Regions from separate parts of the Mus musculus genome. Here all the other regions are linked to region 4. The links are chromatin contacts, called in public Hi-C and HiChIP or PLAC-seq maps. All regions are on one chromosome and are shown on one strand. The core of a region is the stretch at or near the end of the contact, and the rest is flanking DNA. Distances in the headings are between cores, read along the strand shown.

Evidence for each region. Hi-C and Micro-C count contacts between places; a contact is called where the count stands out from the background. HiChIP or PLAC-seq counts read pairs in DNA pulled down with a chosen protein or histone mark.
Region 1: a contact with region 4 is called in a Hi-C map of cortical neurons, with 4 times the contacts expected there. The contact joins the promoter of Crhbp here to the promoter of Hmgcr in region 4. A contact is called at or near these places in 1 of 39 promoter capture datasets (embryonic stem cells) and 1 of 484 Hi-C or Micro-C datasets (cortical neurons).
Region 2: an H3K27ac HiChIP or PLAC-seq map of embryonic stem cells shows a contact between it and region 4, with 4 times the contacts expected there. The contact joins the promoter of F2rl1 here to the promoter of Hmgcr in region 4. A contact is called at or near these places in 2 of 39 promoter capture datasets (embryonic stem cells and liver) and 4 of 115 datasets of contacts at active chromatin or transcription factors (embryonic stem cells and pro-B cells).
Region 3: a contact with region 4 is called in an H3K27ac HiChIP or PLAC-seq map of double positive thymocytes, with 5 times the contacts expected there. The contact joins the promoter of F2r here to the promoter of Hmgcr in region 4. A contact is called at or near these places in 5 of 39 promoter capture datasets (embryonic stem cells, hematopoietic stem and progenitor cells, liver and 1 more), 2 of 115 datasets of contacts at active chromatin or transcription factors (double positive thymocytes and embryonic stem cells) and 1 of 9 other capture datasets (liver).

The regions. Positions count from the first base shown.
Region 1 is chr13:95,443,490-95,446,189 of GRCm38.p6, reverse strand. Crhbp (corticotropin releasing hormone binding protein) reads left to right here and starts at 1,359. Exons shown (of 7, transcript NM_198408.3): 1 at 1,359-1,590; 2 at 1,921-2,014; 3 at 2,296-2,453. The coding sequence starts at 1,510.
Region 2 is chr13:95,523,829-95,526,528 of GRCm38.p6, reverse strand. F2rl1 (coagulation factor II (thrombin) receptor-like 1) reads left to right here and starts at 1,289. Exons shown (of 2, transcript NM_007974.4): 1 at 1,289-1,492. The coding sequence starts at 1,402.
Region 3 is chr13:95,617,170-95,619,869 of GRCm38.p6, reverse strand. F2r (coagulation factor II (thrombin) receptor) reads left to right here and starts at 1,404. Exons shown (of 2, transcript NM_010169.4): 1 at 1,404-1,583. The coding sequence starts at 1,496.
Region 4 is chr13:96,669,605-96,672,304 of GRCm38.p6, reverse strand. It overlaps Hmgcr (3-hydroxy-3-methylglutaryl-Coenzyme A reductase), which reads left to right and starts at 1,369. Exons shown (of 20, transcript NM_008255.2): 1 at 1,369-1,494.

The sequences.
Region 1 (2,700 bases), core at 110-2,609, 1.2 Mb after region 4:
TGAAAATCTCTCTAGGGAGATAGTCCTGGAGATGGCTGGATGCCTGTAAGGCAGGCAGGCAGGCAGGCAGGCAGGCGATGTTAAGCTATTAAATTCTTTCCTTTCATTCCCCTCAGTGTTCCCTATCCCTGTCTGAAATTCAGATGCCTAAACAGTGGAGGATGCAGAGAAGGGCGTGGTGCCAGGGCTCATGAACTTGGTGTGTTCTTTCTGCTCTGTGGTCTGGTCTAAGGACTGTTTATAGCATTAGATCAGGAAAAGGAAGACCCCCCTGGTGTAAACCCTGAGACCCACCCCTGCAGATCTCAGTGTTGTCTCAAATAGGAAAACAACCAATTCTGACATCCTGACAGAATCCTAACAGATTTCTGTTTCTTTCAAGTGTTTTCGCCACAAATGTAATCCTTTTTCTTTCCTTAAAACCTTACGCTGTGGTCTTGAGTTCGAGTTTTCTAGCAGTGTTTACTGCCTGTTTTGAAGGGGTGGGGAAAACTGGAGGGGCTGTCTCTATACTGTCCCCAGCTCTGGACAAAAGCAGAAGCCATGGTCTTCTGCCAAATCGGCAAAAGTGAGCTTACACACCACTCCTGTGTGGATTCCCTCTCGTTCCACGGGAGCTGTGTGTGAGTTGTGGAAGCGTCAGCACGTTTCCCTCGGGTGAGTCAGAGTAACGCAGGTGCTGGGAGGAACGGCGTAGAGCGACTTTCTCTCAGTGGTTCATTGAGGCCGAAGTCCTGGCTACAGAGCACTGCCCAGGTGTCCAGAGCACCGGAAACGTACAGATCAGGGACAGCCCCTCTGACATCCAGAAGTCTGCAGATTCTTGCTCTTCATTAAGGAAAGGCCGATAAGAAGCGGGATCGGGATAAAGCAAGGGACAGGAAGCCCGGATTTTATTTCTGCAATATTCTATAAAATCAGGCTCTGTCAAAGTTTTGAGGCTGAAACCACCTCATATTTCTTCTGGAGGGGAATGATAGCCGTACTGATACTACGCTCTGGCCATTCCCATCAGAGTCCCATCCACAGTTATATGGCTAGGCCCCATGAGGAGGTCATATGTGTCTGACATGTCTGTCATTTGCTTTTATAAAACCAAAAGTTCCCCAGATATGTATAATGAATATAATGTAACGTTTTACAGGCCAAGTGAAAGGCTCTCCCCGAATCTCTCTGCCTCTGCCTCATTCTTTCGGCTATGCGTTCAGGTCACTAGGTCCTCGTGACTGAAGTGTCACTCTTGATGAATAATGCGGGGCCATGCTGAAATATTTGTGGCTGAGAGCTGGACCCTCGTCATTGCCACGCATTTTGTCACCGAGGCAGGGTAACCCATGGTAACTAAGCTCAGATCAGTTAAGGGGCAGAGAGCCTCCCCTCTACTGCTCTATAAAAGAGACCCAGCAAAGGGACCCTCGCTGCTTTGAGCTCTCAGTGTGGGCGAAGGTGTGGGAAGAAACGCCTAAGATCTCCGCAGCAGAGCACTCCAGCTGCAGACACAAGGCCAGCATGTCACCGAACTTCAAACTCCAATGTCACTTCATTCTGATCCTCCTGACAGCTCTAAGGGGAGAGAGCCGCTACCTAGAGGTGAGCCATCCTTTCTCGAGCTTAACACCTTTCTATCCCTTGAGTATTTAGCCAGGGACAGCAGACCAACTTTTGATCCTTTCTCCCTGGTTCACCTAGACAGCTTTCTCCGTGCCCCTGAGCATCCTAACTGCCTGCCTTTCTCTGGGCTGGGTACCCTAATCTGGTGGAAATAGTCTTCGACTCACGCATAAACTCTGAACTCAGGAGACATGCCCCACTGCCCCCTGCCCCATTTGCTTCTCTGAGCTGCAAAAAGGGCTCCCTGCTCCTGCTTCGCTTTCTTTCCCTCCCCCTGAACTTTTCCAGACGATCCACTTTCCTCTCCAGGTGCAAGAAGCCGCGGTCTACGACCCTCTCCTGCTCTTCAGTGCCAATCTGAAGCGGGACCTGGCAGAGGAGCAGCCGTACCGACGGGCTCTGCGTGAGTTGGGGCTGTCCAGTGTGTGGGTGCCCGGGAGGCGGGAGGCTAAGAACCTAGGACACAGGCTTGCAGGATATCTGGTCGGGGCGGGGGGGGGGGGGCTGGCTGGGACCCCTGGGTTGCAGCATCCACGCGGCTCCTTCCAAGCCAGAGCGAGGGAACCCAGTGCAGCCTAAGCTGGGAGCTCCAGGTTGGGGCGCGCTGCGGAGCCGGGGAATGGGGCGCGCTGAGAGCAGCTTCCCAAGACAGCTGGGAACCCCGGGCTCCATGCTCTCTCCCAGGGTGCCTGGACATGCTGAGCCTCCCTGGCCAGTTCACCTTCACCGCAGACCGGCCGCAGCTGCACTGCGCCGCCTTCTTCATCGGCGAACCCGAGGAATTCATCACCATCCACTATGACCTGGTCTCCATCGACTGCCAAGGCGGGGATTTCCTGAAGGTGAGGGGGTCCCCACTACTCGCGGCCCCAGCCCACGTTCCCCTAAGCGCGTCCATGTGGGGGACAACTAAACCTCTAAGTGCTCGAGTCTCAGAAACTCCCTGGGAGAGCCCCGGAGGCTGGATTCCTAGGAAGGGTCTAGCGCCAAACGCTGCAGGTCTAGCGCCCCTGGACGTCGATGGTTTAATTTCCCTTCTGTGCTCTCCCCAACTCCTGGGAACTTCCTAGCACTTGAACTTGCAGTGTG
Region 2 (2,700 bases), core at 40-2,539, 1.1 Mb after region 4:
TGCCAGGTGGATGTCCTCAAACCTGAGAGAAATGGCTAACTCCGGTCTCTCTTCTAACTCTGTCATCATTTCAGAGCTGTCCAGGACTGCAGCCAGCCCTTCCTACATTGAAATCCCCTCTCCGTGGAGACACCTGCTTTGGGCTCATCCGAGTCTCTTCCGTTTATGAATCCTTCCAGTATCTTCTCTGTAATTCAAACCACAGTTTTCTTGAACAACAGTAAAGTCTGACTTATTGTCCTAGTTTTAATTTATTTTTAAGATAGGGTTCTACTATGTAGCCCAAATGGTCTCCAATTCTTTATGCTCCTGCCTCTGTCTCTGTGGGGGAGATTCACTCTGGTCCTTGGACATGCTAAGCATGTGCTCTACTACCAAGCTACACACCCCAACCCATGCTTATATATTTCTTTGGAACATGGGATCACGATGCAGAAGAGACCCGAGTGGAATCAGGTATAGAGCAACAAGTTGTGGACAAATTTCAGTCATAGACTTGAGCTTGGACATTTACAAACTGTGCCAAAGAACTGTGTAACCCCAGAGGCAGCAAACATTCTAAGTTCCATCTCCTATTCTGTAAAATGGGAAGACAGATGGAGCGGGCACATACAGTGCTGAGGGCATTAGACAAGCTAACAGTACTGAACCATTGGCGGTTAGTGCTTCCCACACATCCAGGTTTGTTTAATGACACTGGATAACAGATGAGTTAATCCCAGAACTGGTGGAACAATCCTGGCACCCCAGCACTTAGGAGGTCGAGGCTGGAGAATCGTCACAAGTTTGAAGTCAGGTGGGTAGTAGGGAAAGAAAGCTTTCGCAAAAAGGCAAACCAAGACAACAATCAACAAAACAATAACCAACAAGAACCCCTTTCATATCGGTCCCGCACTGCCCATTACACCACAAAGCCTTCCACACCAATTACTGAAGACAAAGGCAACTAGCATAGACTTTCTAACATTCACAGGATGACCTCACTGGTTCTCTGAAGTAATTAAAGGTTAAAGATAGTTTTGGACATCGCCCAGGCTCTAAAACCCTGGGTCCCAACCTTCCTGTCATTTGCATTCCAATGTAGCCACCTCACCGGTCCAGCCTCACCCGCAGGCGACTCCAGCAGCCAAGTGGACGCTGGCCAGCACACGGGAGCTACGGTCAGGCTGTGCTGGGCCAGGTGGCCCGGGGTGTGGCCTGCGTAGGACGTTCGAGGGGGCGTGGTCTCCTGGGGGCGTGGTCTTCCGCAGGTGCGTCTAGGGGCTCCGGTTTCACTGAAACAGGTCCCGCCCCAGGAAGGCTCAGTGAAGCTCGTGTTAAGGGAAGGGACCCTGTGCTCAGAGTAGGGCTCCGAGTTTCGAACCACTGGTGGCGGATTGCCCGCCCGCCCCACGTCCGGGGATGCGAAGTCTCAGCCTGGCGTGGCTGCTGGGAGGTATCACCCTTCTGGCGGCCTCGGTCTCCTGCAGCCGGACCGAGAACCTTGCACCGGGTGAGCTCGAGCGGCGAAGGAACGCTCTGGGCTGGTGGGGGAATCGGGGAAGGCGGGCACACCCCCTGGACACTCTCTGTAGCTTTGATGGGGGTCCCTAACCAGGACCAATCAGCCGGGACACCTAAGTGCCACCAAAGACGCGCTAGAAACAATCCTGGTCTGGGCACTTCCAATCTCTACTCGTCGACGTGGTTCGGGGAGATAAGGAAGGAGCGCCCGCAGGACTCAGCCTCCCCTCCCTGCGGTCGTTCCTTTACAAACACTGAGTCAGTAATTGGTTTTCGCGGACCCTGCGAACTACGTCCTATAGGGTCTTACTAGACCCCCGGATTATAGCAGTTTGATGGCTCACGTATGGGTGGAGTGAGTGGGAGCCCGTGCCCTGGGAAGTTCCCACCTCGAGTTTTACACTCGCACCCACCCACTCACTGAACCCTTTCTTTGCGGGTTGAACCACAGTGTTCAAGACCCACTCGGGGCTACGGTACCTGGCATCGCAGTGGATGCGCTGGGCACGGGACTCAGGCGGTTTGAATGTCACGTGGTGGTAGAAGGGGCCCTTTCGGACCCTTACCAGGTGAAATCTCCAGCCTAGAGATTTCGAGACCTTCCCGCCGCCGGGAGCGAACACTGGCAGCCACCCAGGTCTCTCTCTGAGGCTGCCATGCCCAAGGAACCGAACTGCAGGAAAGCGGTTCGGGGCGGTGCTCCTCTGGCCCGCTGCCGGCTTGGGCGTTGCAGCTCCTGGTGAGCTCGAACTGGCCCTTCTAGAAGCCACGGAGACCTCTGTAGGCTGTAGGGTGGGGTGGGGGGGTGTTTGCTACCAGTGATAGCGCTATTGCAAAACCCGGCCTGGCGTTTCCGTTCTAAACTTGCTGTAGTCTTAAAGGCTATTTCTCACTTTTACTTTGTCGTTAAGTTGTAGAAGAGCGTCCAACCCCTCTCCGTTTGCCTGTCATTTAAAGTTAGAAATTTAAAAACTCAGGAACAAAGTGTGTGCAAACTTAAAAAAAAAGTGGTTGGAGGTGATTACTTTCGTGATTTACCTAGTATAGGAAGCATACCCTGATTAGTCGGCTTCCTCTGTTTTCAGAGTGAGGAGATTGGGAGGTAGAGGTTCCTAGCGTACGTGGTGAACTTGATTTTAACAACAACAACAAAAAAATTGGGTTACTTGTTAACCCGAGCTACTTAATATCCCAACT
Region 3 (2,700 bases), core at 155-2,654, 1.1 Mb after region 4:
AGATTCCAGTGGGAAGGATTTTACATGGCATTGTCTAGCTGGGTGATTGCACAACTGACAGAGCAACTTAGGAAGATTGTGAGGCAGCTCTGAGGGTAAGGGGAGGAGATGGCCTCTGATCTTGTTTTCTGCATTGATCCAAATGTTGGGATTCCGCATTTTCTTAATTAGTGATTGATGGGGAAAGGTCCAGCCCATTGTAGGTGGTACTATCCCTGGGCTAATGGTCCTGAGCTCTGTAAGAAAGCAGGCTGAGCAAGCGTGAACAGCAAGCCAGTAAGCGGCACCCCTCCATGGCCTCTGCTTCAGCTCCTGCCTCCAGGGTCCTGCCTTGTTTTGAGTTCCTGTCCTGACTTCCTTTACCGATGAACACTTATATGGAAATATAATCCAAATAAACCCTTTCCTCTCCAACCTGCCTTTTTGTCGTGGTGTTTCATGGCAGCAATAGAAACCCTAAGACAATCACAGCACTTCAGAGCGCTAAGCTGTGAGCTGGCTCTTTCAGAAACTGGGTAGAGGACCAGGATTAATTTCCGGGGTGTCTTCCTCACTAGACTCTTTCTAAACAAAATAAGCTGGGGCTCCCTCTCGCTAGGCCTCAGCCATGACCCCCCCCCTTCTTTTGATATCTAACGCTGAAATGTAGTCAAGCACAAACCATAAGGACCTGGGAAGGACCCTTTAAAATTCCTCAGTGCTACCCCTCCTCTTCCCACCCAACATCTTTCTGGTGAGAAAGCCCTGGGCGTTGGGGCCTGTGGCTGAGGCTCTGGCTTGGGTCACCAGGGGAGGCAGAGTTCGGTAAGCAAGAGCTTGGTGAATCAGCGCCTGGATACCTGGTCCACTTCCACTCGTGTGTGGAAGATCAAAGGCTCAACGTGATCCATCTAAGCTCGCAAAATAAAAGAATTTCGAGAAATGTCAAGCACTCTGTCCACATATCTGGGGACACCCTTGTCACTGCAGGGGGGCGGGGGGGACGGGGGGACGGGGGACGGGGGACGGGGACGGACGGACAGAAGTCAGTAGCCAACTTTTAGCTAAACTCCAAACTTGTGTGCAGCCAGACGCCGGGGAGGAGAAGAGACTTGGAGCACCACCACGGGACTGTCCCCGTCTAGCTTCGCTTCCCTTGCTCCACGTCCCAGGAGAGTCATTGAAGCGGCCGCAGGCGCTCTCCGAAGACCCCGAGGGGCTGAGTCACTCCCAGGCTTGCAGCTCAACCACACCGGGTGGGACAAGGGGAGACTGGGGAGGAGCGAGCATCTGGTGCGGTCTGCCGCTTGGGTTCCGGAGCGAGGGGCTGCGGGCACGAGCGGAGACTGCGGGCACGCGCACAGCCCGCGGAGCCCCGCCCCACGCCCCTGAACCGCCTCCAAATACTCACCCAGGGGCCGCGCAGTCGCCTCTAGTCACCCGCAGGCTCCGACCGAGCTACTCAGAAAGAAGTAGGCGACGGCGGGCGCCGGGCCGCGCGGGCAGCCTTGGGACAATGGGGCCCCGGCGCTTGCTGATCGTCGCCCTCGGCCTCAGCCTGTGCGGTCCCTTGCTGTCTTCCCGCGTCCCTATGAGCCAGCCAGGTAAGAGCTGCGGGTGGGTGAGCATGGGGGAAGCTATCAGAAGTTTTAGGTTGCGCCAGCTCCGTGAGGGGGTGCTCCTGGCTGCAACCCTGCCTCAGTTTCCCCCAGGAGCCAAACAGTCATTTGGGCCGAGATCTAGAGGTTCCCCTAGTCACATCCATGTGGGGCGCACCATATCCTCCCCACTCCCCGCACGGCCGATGCTCTTTTGGACTCGGTTTTGGAGGGTGCAGTCCGCGGGCCACCGGGTGTTGGATCCGGAGAGGGGCCCGAGGGTCCGCGGAACGGTCTCCACAGTCGCTTTAATTGTCATTGTGTGGCCTGTTTTACAAGACCACCTTCAGAAAGAAAGGGTCTTGTGATTCTGGGCTTTCGGTGTGCAGTGGAACCACTCTCCTCAAGTTTTTGCTTTGATGGAAACTCGTTTTCTCGTTTGATTTACAAGGAGGGAAAAGCGATGTGAAAGAAAAAATTCACAGTCACACAATAAAGACCGGACAGCCCCCAGCTTGGCCTGGTACCCAGGAGGTGATGAAGGTTTCTGGTTGCAGGGAGTGGAGTAGGTCTTTGTTATCGGAAACCTGTTTCTCTGCATGGAGAAAAGGGACCCCTCTTCAGAATCAGGCGCACCTAGAAATTATCTAGTCTTAGTTTTTTTCAATGGAATTTCTCATCTGCCGCAAGGACATTCGTTACTTACAGTGTATTTTTAAATATCTGCCAGTTTGACCAAATAAATTAGTTTGGTCGACTTATTTCGTCAAATATTTTCTCTTTTCTCCAAAGCAGAGGCGTAGCCTGTAAAGTTCCCAATTGTTTCGACTTTCTTAGTAGGGACACCTTTAGCCGTTCCTTTCACGCTGAAGAAAATCTAGTGGGTTTTCTTCAGTTTTTGTTATCTCTGAAAGAATGTGCACTTCGGTGCTCCCACATGTAAGGATTAGGAGGTGACAAAGAGTGGGGTGTTTCCTGTTGTCTGTCTTTCTTCAGTGTGAGCTTGAGTGGTGCTCATGGGAAAACTCAGAGCCCCACAGAGGGCCCCCACGCCGAGCAGCAGCTAACCAGCCTGCCTGTGTTTGGGTAGCCGACCTTAGACCTTAATCATCAGCAGCCGTGA
Region 4 (2,700 bases), core at 120-2,619:
AATCCCTATTTTATAACAACGATGAGACTCTAACCAGGTACTTTTTTAGTTTATGAAAAGTACTACTGAACATATAGTGTTTTAAGAGATGGCTCATCGGTTAAGAGCACTTCAGTTCTTCAGAGAATTCAGATTCAGTTTCCACTTACATGGCAGCTAACAACCATCTTACGTAACTCCAGTTCCAGAGGATCCCCCACCCTCTTCTTGCTATTCCTTGGGCACTGTTCTGTACATGTAGTGCACAGCAGCACACACACACACACACACACACACACACACACACACACAGAAACAGAGAGCGCACAAAAACAAAAGGAGTTATGTACCAATTGCTCTCTTTACGACATTTCCACATAAAACAGTAAGACAAGTCATAGACTATTACGGAAGTGCTATGGGCGTTCAGAAGAGAGATATGACATATGTTTGAGAGAATCAGGAAAGGAGGTGGCATATGAATGATCCTTGAGGTATAATTAGGATTTCAAAATTTAAAGTGGGTAGGTATATCCGGGCTAAACTAAGACCATGAGCAGGGGTGTCAAAAGCGATTCAGTACAATCGAAGGGTAAGTTACTCTAGGCTAACACAGGGATAGAGTTGTGTAGGTGAAATGGGGTTGGGCCATACTGGAGGCTGATTTAGGGGCAGGTGTATGGCATAAGAGGAAGATTACTGCAGCAGAAACGCCAGAAGCAGAAGGTGTAAGCACCCGAGAGTGGGAAGACCAGTTAGGAGAGGTTATTGCAAGTTTGAGTTAAGGGCTTGATAAAGGCCTTCAGCCAGCAGGAGAGCAGAGGGAATTCAGAGACGACACTGGAGAGGGACTCTTCAGCAAGAATCCAGTGTGCGACAGGTGACCTAGATAGCCGGAGCCATTAGCACTGATGGGTATGTCACAGGGGGTTTGGGCTGCAAGTCCCTGCCACATTTCGTTTTCTTTTTTAAATTCCTCTTTTTTTTTTTTTCAGAGCTCTACTACTTCCCCACAGATCTCTCTACTAACTGGGCTTTTTCTTTTCAACCTTAACCCGCGTTCACGCTCCAACTCTAACACGGTGGCCTCCCGTGGTCTTCCCACGGGGGCAAGACCCTGCAGGTCAAACTCTGAGTTCGGGGTACTCCACCCGCGGCATCCCCTGTTCCCCGCGCGGGCGGCGTCCTTGCAGGCGCCCCTCGGCTCGGAGACCAATAGGAAGGCCGCGATGCTGGGACCCGACCCGTCATTGGTTGGCTCTGCCGTGGTGAGAGATGGTGCGGTGCCCGTTCTCCGCCCGGGTGCGAGCAGTGGGCGGTTGTTAGGGAGACCGTTCGTGACGTAGGCCGTCAGGCTGAGCAGCCGCCCGACGATTGGCTAGGGGATCGGACGATCCTTCCTTATTGGCGGCCCGCTGGCGGCCTGGAGCGTGCGTAAGCGCAGTTCCTTCCGCCCGGGGCTCCGTTGGCTGGAGACGGCAGCTGGGCCGGCTTGGCCTCCATTGAGATCCGGAGGTGAGCTGGCGGACGCTGGGGACCGGCGGGACAGCGGGTCTCGCGCTCCGCCTGGGCTCACGAGGCGGCTGCGAACCGAGGGGACCGCGAGGACACGTCCTTGAGGCCCGGCGGCAGGGCGGCGGCCAGGGAACCCGTGGGCCGGGTGGGCCTGAGGGCCAGTGCAGCGACGGGGCGTCCGTGGGTTCAGTCCGGAGGGCGCTGTGCTGACCCGGCGGTCACGGTCATCCGTGTACGAGTGCCTGGCAGAGGGGACAGCGGGAGCCCTAGAGAACAAGGGTTCACGCCCAGGCGCTGCCTTGCGGCAGGACCCGTCTTTAAAGTGATGGAGATGTAGGCTGCAAATTGACCCGATCCGCGTGGGTACGGCAGGTTGTGCTCTTCCTAGTGGGCCCGGAGGAGGATGCGAGGTCTGTACAGGCACAGCTAGCCCTCCGAAGTCGGTCTCTCGACCTTTATGTTATAGTCTTTCTCCTAAGGGGCGTAGTCTCATTGATACTGATGTCAATTTACCTTATGCACCTATTGGAATTATTTGGTTTGAATGAAGAAAATGGCCTTAGAGGTTCGCAAGTAAAACAGTAGACTTCTGAGGTTGGGCGAAGTTAATAGTCTTTCATCGAAAGCGGACAGATGGAAATCTTTCCTCTCTTGAGGTTGTATCTTTTCGGGCTAAGGCCTGTAAAGGCACAGGAAACGTCTGTTACTGGCTCTTTACTTACAAAGTCGTTGTGTACAATTAAAGCATCACACGAAGTAGGGAATACATTTTGTTTGGTTACTTGTGATTTATTTGTATTTTATTTATCGTAGGGCAAAAGTCTTGGATCTACATTGGGCTGCGTTTTGTGGGCTTACTTGGTCGTAGTGCCTTTCTAGAACTTGACCAGGCAAGATAAAGGGTGTGCTTGCTCACACTGCTATATTTTTGTCTAATTTGTAGACTGTGAGCTATATTCTGGGATCAGTTTCTGAATCCTTAAATCTATCTTGAAATTGTGCTTTTTTTTTTTTTTTTAAGTTCTTAAAATAGTAGTTCTTTATGGTTCCACTTAATACTTTGGTCAGAGAACTTGACCATGAAGAGGAGATGGACTTAGAAACTGGTAATGTATGGTAAAGTTGGGTACAGAACTTGTTTTCTGTGCAAGGTGATGATGGCCCCCTTTGATGGATGGGTAGGTTAAGAATGCTGAGTGTTCATCC